Regions from separate parts of the Danio rerio genome. Here region 1 is linked to region 2. A link is a contact called in public HiChIP or PLAC-seq data. All regions are on one chromosome and are shown on one strand. The core of a region is the stretch at or near the end of the contact, and the rest is flanking DNA. Distances in the headings are between cores, read along the strand shown. Region 1 holds the start of kcnj3b (potassium inwardly rectifying channel subfamily J member 3b). Region 2 holds the start of ino80db (INO80 complex subunit Db).

What was found. HiChIP or PLAC-seq counts read pairs in DNA pulled down with a chosen protein or histone mark.
Region 1: a contact with region 2 is called in an H3K4me3 HiChIP or PLAC-seq map of gastrula embryo, with 3 times the contacts expected there. The contact joins the promoter of kcnj3b here to the promoter of ino80db in region 2. A contact is called at or near these places in 2 of 4 datasets of contacts at active chromatin or transcription factors (embryo and gastrula embryo).

Annotation. Positions count from the first base shown.
Region 1 is chr6:14,276,048-14,279,493 of GRCz12tu, forward strand. kcnj3b (potassium inwardly rectifying channel subfamily J member 3b) reads right to left here and starts at 1,636. Exons shown (of 3, transcript XM_005165856.6): 1 at 406-1,636. The coding sequence starts at 1,083. It also overlaps a transcript of asic4b not described here.
Region 2 is chr6:14,200,809-14,203,905 of GRCz12tu, forward strand. ino80db (INO80 complex subunit Db) reads left to right here and starts at 1,387. Exons shown (of 10, transcript NM_001080588.1): 1 at 1,387-1,809. It overlaps ndufs1 (NADH:ubiquinone oxidoreductase core subunit S1), which reads left to right. Exons shown (of 19, transcript NM_001007765.1): 19 at 42-404. The coding sequence ends at 133. It also overlaps a transcript of asic4b not described here.

The sequences.
Region 1 (3,446 bases), core at 386-2,885, 75 kb after region 2:
CTGACCAAAAAAAAGCTAAAGGAGAACAGTACAGGTGGAAATATGGGAACATTTGCCCATTTCTAATCACTGGTGGGGGTGTGCTTGTCCTCCTCAATGTCTGTGGTAGTGACTCTCAGGTCCAATGTATTTACAGTGTTTGAAAAAGGAAAGTCACATGGAGTGGATCGATACTTTGTCCACGGTAGGTGGGCAAATCAAATTACAGGTCCTTCTCATTTATCAGGGCTTGAGGTAAAGCCTATGTTGAGGCTAAACGATGAACCTTAGATTGAACCTTTTAAATAATCAATTAAATGCATCATAATCACATGTTATGATTAAACATCAATTAAACTGTGATATTTAACATTCTAATAAATAATATGTTCTGTGTGACTTTTATTTAACTGGTTGGATACTCACTTTGAGCAGTTTGCAGCGTATTTGCGCGGAGACCATATGGCTGTTGCGCAGGTTCCCCACGCGGAACATCAGGGTCAGTTTGCCGTCACGCATGGAAATCGCCGCGTGCTCGCTGAACATGAGCGTCTCCGCGCGTTTCTTCGGCTGGGACATCTTGATGAACATGCAGCCGATTAGAAAAGCGTCCACTATAGAGCCTAGGATGGACTGGAAGAGGAAGAGAATGATGCCTTCCGGACACTTGTCTGTAATGTAGCGGTAACCGTATCCGATAGTGGCCTCGGTCTCGATGAAGAACAGAAAAGCGGAGGGAAAGTTGTACACATTGGCCACGCACGGCGTGTACTTGTCGTCGTGGGCCTGGTTCATGTCTCCGCGTATAAAAGCAATGACCCACCACATAGAAGCCATGAAGAGCCACGCCACCGTGTATGTGAGGATGAAGATGAAAAGGTTCCAGCGCCATTTGAGGTCCACGAGCGTGGTGAACAGGTCGGACAGGTACCGGCTCGTCTCTCCTCCCAGGTTCCCGTGCTGGACGTTACAGCGGCCGTTCTTGTCCACAAAGCGCTGACGTTTCCTTTTCTTCTCGGGGGCCGCTTGGTTGAACCCGCCGCCGCTGGACGAGGTGGTCACCACCTGATAATCATCCCCAAATTTTTTCCTCAACGCGGACATCCTTCTCGCTTAAAGTTGTCCCGAATGTACGCTTAGTTCCTGACAGAAATGTTTTCGGTTTTCCTCACACTTCAGCCGCACCAGTCTCCCGCATTTCTGGGCAGACAAAAAGTTATTTATAAGGCTTACCCTGCAGGAGTTTGTCAATAACAGCGCGTTTGTCTTGGGATGGAGCGACGCAGATCTCCTCGTCTTCTCCAGATCCGCATAACTAAAACAGACTCTCTCAGCCCTATGTGGAGAAATATGGATGCGAGTAATTTGTAATCTCAGATTGGCTTGGCGCAGTCTAGCACTTGTGCGTTGGCACCCTCCTCCTCCTCCACCTTCATCCACTCCTCCTGTTTCCCCAGGTGTATCGCACCAATTTAATAAGACGGTAGTTGGTAGACGCCCTAAGGATCCGGTCCAAGTTTTAACTCGCCGCCTCTGCTGTTCCTCACAGCTGGCATAGGCTGTTATCTGATTCTCTTCGTCTTCTCACTGTTCTCGGTTCCTGCGCACTGCGCGCCTCCAGCTCTCCAACTCCATCTCCAGCCCCGACAAATAAGAGAAACTTCTCTAAGAGGGTGGTGGAGATGAAGCTGGGGGAGGGATGAACACGTGTTCCTGTGTTGGGTGCATCTCTTGTTTTTTTTGCTGCGCTGTTATTATGCTTCTCTAAACGGTGCTGCACATATAACGTACAGTAATCTCTGCAAAATCACAGCACTATATGCACATTACGAGGGTTTGAGGGGTCAGTTAAGTCTTTGCCACTCTTCTCTCTCTTACCCAAGTGAATTTGCAAAAATTTTAATGCAATTTTAGGGAATGTTAATTGAGTTTTCAGATCTTTTATTATTCGCAAAAGTTAGTCGTTAAATACTCGCTTTCTGTATTTGCTTAAAGAGGTAACCATAGCAACAGCAGCTGCTTGAGCACTTTTGTACATCGACAAATTTACATATCACAAAACAAAAAATATATAATTACCATTAACTCTACCAAGAATACCCGCATTTACATGAGATTTGAAATGTAGTGCGTTTAAACCTGACCTCTTCCAGCAGTGCTGAATGCATTATTCATTCATTTTCCTTCAGCTTAGTCCCTTTATTCATCAGGAATCACCACAGCGGAATGAACTGCCAACTTATTCAGCATATGTTTAACATAGTGGATGCCCTTCCAGCTGCAACCAGGTACTCAGAAACAGCTGGATGCATTAGTATTTATAAAATCCATTCCCTATAGGGATTTTTTTTATTATTGGGAAGTTTAAAAGTCGAATATGACAAGAATCATTCATTCATTCATTTTCTTTTCAGCTGAGTCCCTTTATTCATCGGGGTTGCCACAGCAGAATGAACCGCCAACTTATCCAGCATGTTTTGCACAGCGGATGTCCTTCAAGCTGCAAGCCAGTACTGGGAAACATCTGGATGCATTAGTATTTACAAAATCCATTTCCTATTGGTATTTTTTTATAGGGAGGTCTTTCTTAAAGCCGTATATGACACAAATCAAATCAACCAAATATGAGGTGAGTCACAAGCTCACAAACTTTTATTCAAAGCAGAAGTATTTGGAAATCTGACAAAACTTTTACCATTTTGGAATTCTAACTTACTCAATGACCAATAGAAAATTATGGTTTGTGTAGTATGAAAAGTATGAATGAAACCTCCTATATCTGTCATGATGACATTATCACATGACCTATTAGTGTCAGTTGCACCGCATCACTCTCATTCAGAAATTCCCCACCAAGGCCTCATGGGATAATAATGTTCATCGAACATGCACTTCAGAATCTCAGCAGAGGTAGAAGGTCATCCGGGTAGTGGTTACTTCTTGCCTGCTGTATTTTTAATACTATGAGTTTGGATCACTTGACTCACAAACTGTTGTTCATGCAAAATAAATTAGTGAAGCAATTTTAAATTCTCTGTGTACTCACCAGCATTAATCGTGGACATAACTACAATCCTACGGAGCATGACATAATCAAATTAAAAATCACCGGAAAATACAGAAGAACAATATGCCTATAGATTAAGCATTTGGGATTATGTAATAAAGTGCTAAACATGAATGGGTGGAGCTTAAGATATCTAGGTATGTTCGACTTTAAGTACTACACAGATCAATTCGTTGATGACGCCAAAGACCTGCAAGAGTGTTCAGAAAGCAGACAGCTCTGTTTGCTTCTGAATCATTCTCGCAGTACTTTGACATCAGACACCAATGGGCTATATGCACAGCGTCTTTGGGGTGAACAGTTAATGTGATTACTTTTATTTTTATAAGTTTTCTGTTATAACATCAATAATGTAATTTAAGTACAATACAATCATTTAAATAAACTTAAGTATTCATTG
Region 2 (3,097 bases), core at 137-2,636:
TTCAACTTATTTATTTTGTCTTTGTTTGTCTTCCACCACAGACCCCATCAGCAGAGCTTCTCCGACAATGGCCAAGTGTGTGAAAGCTGTGACGGAGGGAGCAGCAGCGGTTGATGAGCCCTCAATTTGTTAAAAACCTTTCAGGCATACCGATCTGTCCGTAGTACTACGCACAAAAGTAGTCTTCGTCACGTACATGAACGAACACAAACCTCTGTTTCTGCTTACTCAGCTCTCTGTGTTCTTGCACGGGCTGCACAAGAGCCTAATTAAAACGTGCTCATATTTAAATAGGCTTTGAACGGTGTTGTAAAGTTTTCATTCCCACGATGAATCTGAATGAGGTCTGCTTTGTTTTGGAAAGCTCTTATTATGATGAATAAAAATAAAATGTATTATATCAATATACTATTGTCGCCATTTACATCGCTGGGTATTCATAGTACATGCGCAGTGGAAAATCTGTTTATTTGGAGGCTAGAATGGAAATGTGAGGAGAAAATGCGTTCTATTAAATGTACTCATCCTGAAGTGGTTGCAAAGCTTTATTAGTTTCTTTATTCTGTTGAACACAAAAGAAGATATGTATAACAGCTAAAAAACTGTAACCATTTACTTCCATTTCTTGGCTATTCTAAGTTAATGGCTACAGCCTTCATCAACACATCTTATTTTGTGTTCAACAGGTGAATTTAGCAGATTTGGAACAATTAAAGAGTGAGTAAATGAGTTTTTGGGTGAACTATCCCTTTATAGGTACAAGTGCAGTGTAATGCAGAGAACAAACTGTAGTTGTTAGATTATTTTTAATTCATTATATTTTCCTAAATGGCAAATGAATGGATTTATCATGATTTTGTTTTTAACTCTAGGGCATGTAAACATTTGATTATTAATAATGTCAAACACTTTTGCATACAATTCTTCTGCAACTGTATTAAGATCATGCTGACATCACTGAAGTGGATTGATAGGGGGCAACCTTTAGACACACTTCGAAATCTCTTTGCACCCACTCTCACCTGCCTTAGAGGTTTTATCTGGAGCTTTGTCGTCTTGCTAACAGTTTGTTGAAATAGCAGCGATATAAATTTTGACACAAACTAATGTTATCTTGGCACGTGAGATTGCAGTGAATTTGAAGTTGGTGATGTCATTCCAGGCATGGATGAGACGCGTAAGAGGAGGCTGTCGGAAAAGACTTTGGGGGAGATCCCTCAAACTTAAAATCAATGTGTGCGGCTTAAATAAAACTTCTCGCCGGCCTGAACACTTTAGACAGACAGACAGTCAAATGTTCAATCTGTATTGTGTGTTTGCGAGGTCTGTCATCTTTCTTAAAGCCGACAATGAACATACAAAGTTGAATTCCAAAATGGTTGCAGAGGTTGTTGTTGCACTGTCGGCTGTTGTCATGTCCCCCCAGTGCCTGTAGTTGTGCTGTAAGAAGCCTCGCATCCGATGACTAAACCAACACCCCCTTCTCCTTGTGTACGGCTAGTTTTAGTTCAATAATCGACAAAGATGTGCCTGTAGGATTCGTATAAAATTAAATGCATGCGTTAAAAAGTAATTCCGCTAGCGGAGAGTGGATAGGTAGAGGCTGAATAGCCCCGTTGAGAGCAGTAGCCGTCGACCGTATGAAAAGATCAGCGTAGCTTGTTTAGCACAGGCCGCAGCGACCGAAGGCTGAGCGGCTGCCGGGAAGCATCGGACTCAAGTGAAGGCGGAAGCCCGCTTATCGCGCACTGGAAGGCGGGTGCCTCGTTACTCGACTCGGGGGGATTCGGAAGGTTTCAGAGGCCAACGGTAACTACGAATTACGCACAAATAAAGGAACATTTGTTGACAAAATGTGTATCGGAAACCGGTTTTTCTTGTAATATTATTACAACGCAAATGCGCGAAAGTACTCCGAATTAAAGACCCTCGAAACTTTCAAACGTCTCCGGTAGTCGACGAGGCGTACGGGTATTATTGCTTATTATCGGTCCCGAGCGGCTTAGCCACTTAAATAAGTACTCCGACAAACGTTACAAAGTTTCAAAATACGGCCGAAATGTTTCTACGTCGCAACAAAGAATAGCATTCTTCCGCTTTACATTTTTTGACCGTATCTTTCCGTTAAAAGAATCAAAAGTGTTACTTCGGCGCTACACCCAACTTGCTCAATCCTTGCCTCAAAAGTAACTGATAGTGCTGCCCAAGTACATGATAGAGTAGGAGGCGGGTTGTCCACCGTCCCCTTGCGTTTTCAAAGTTGCTTTGCATGTCAAACGTATTGTACTCTGCCCAAACTCTTTTATGAGCCATCGTTTTATGATTTAGTGCTTCACCTGCTAAAAGCTCTGCTTACACCAGCTGTTTTTAAAGTGTCATTGATTGCTTAAAACAGGGGTTACTTTCCCGTCTTCCTGTCACTTTAATATTTAATGATTTGAGCTGTTTATGCCGAGTAACCTACACACTGCATGCTTTTAGGGGTGCTTTGAAACGCAGAGTTCAGATTTGTTAAATGTCGGAGGTGATTAAAATGAAAGCTCTTTTTAAATTGAATGTCACTTGACGTGGATAAGCAAGTGTGTAATTTTTATGTTCATGGTTTTATAGCTGGTCGACTTTGATTATAGAGACATAACCTTTATGGTTTTGTATACATTAGTAAGTGCTATTCAAGATCTGAGAGCTTTGATTTACTTGCTCTCTAAATGTCAACTAGCTATCATTATGTGTCTGTGTAAAGTATATCCCTGCTGAAAAATCCAGCTTAAACCAGCCTAGACTGGTTGGCTGGTTTTAGCTGGTTGACTAGCCTAGTTTTTGAGGGGTTTTGGCCAACGAGCCTGGTCTTAGCTGGTCAGGCTGGAAAATGGCCAGCTAAATCCAGCTTAAACCAGGCTGGCCATATAGACATAGACATAGCTGGTTTTGGCTGGGCTCTCAGCATGGCAAGGCTGGTCAAGCTGGTTTTAGCTGGTCATCTCTCAGCCTGACCAGCTAAGACCAGGCTGGAAATGGCCAAAACCCCTCTAAAACCAGCCTGGTCGACCAACTTAAACTAGCCTACCAGCCTAGGCTGGTTTAAGCTGTTTTTTTT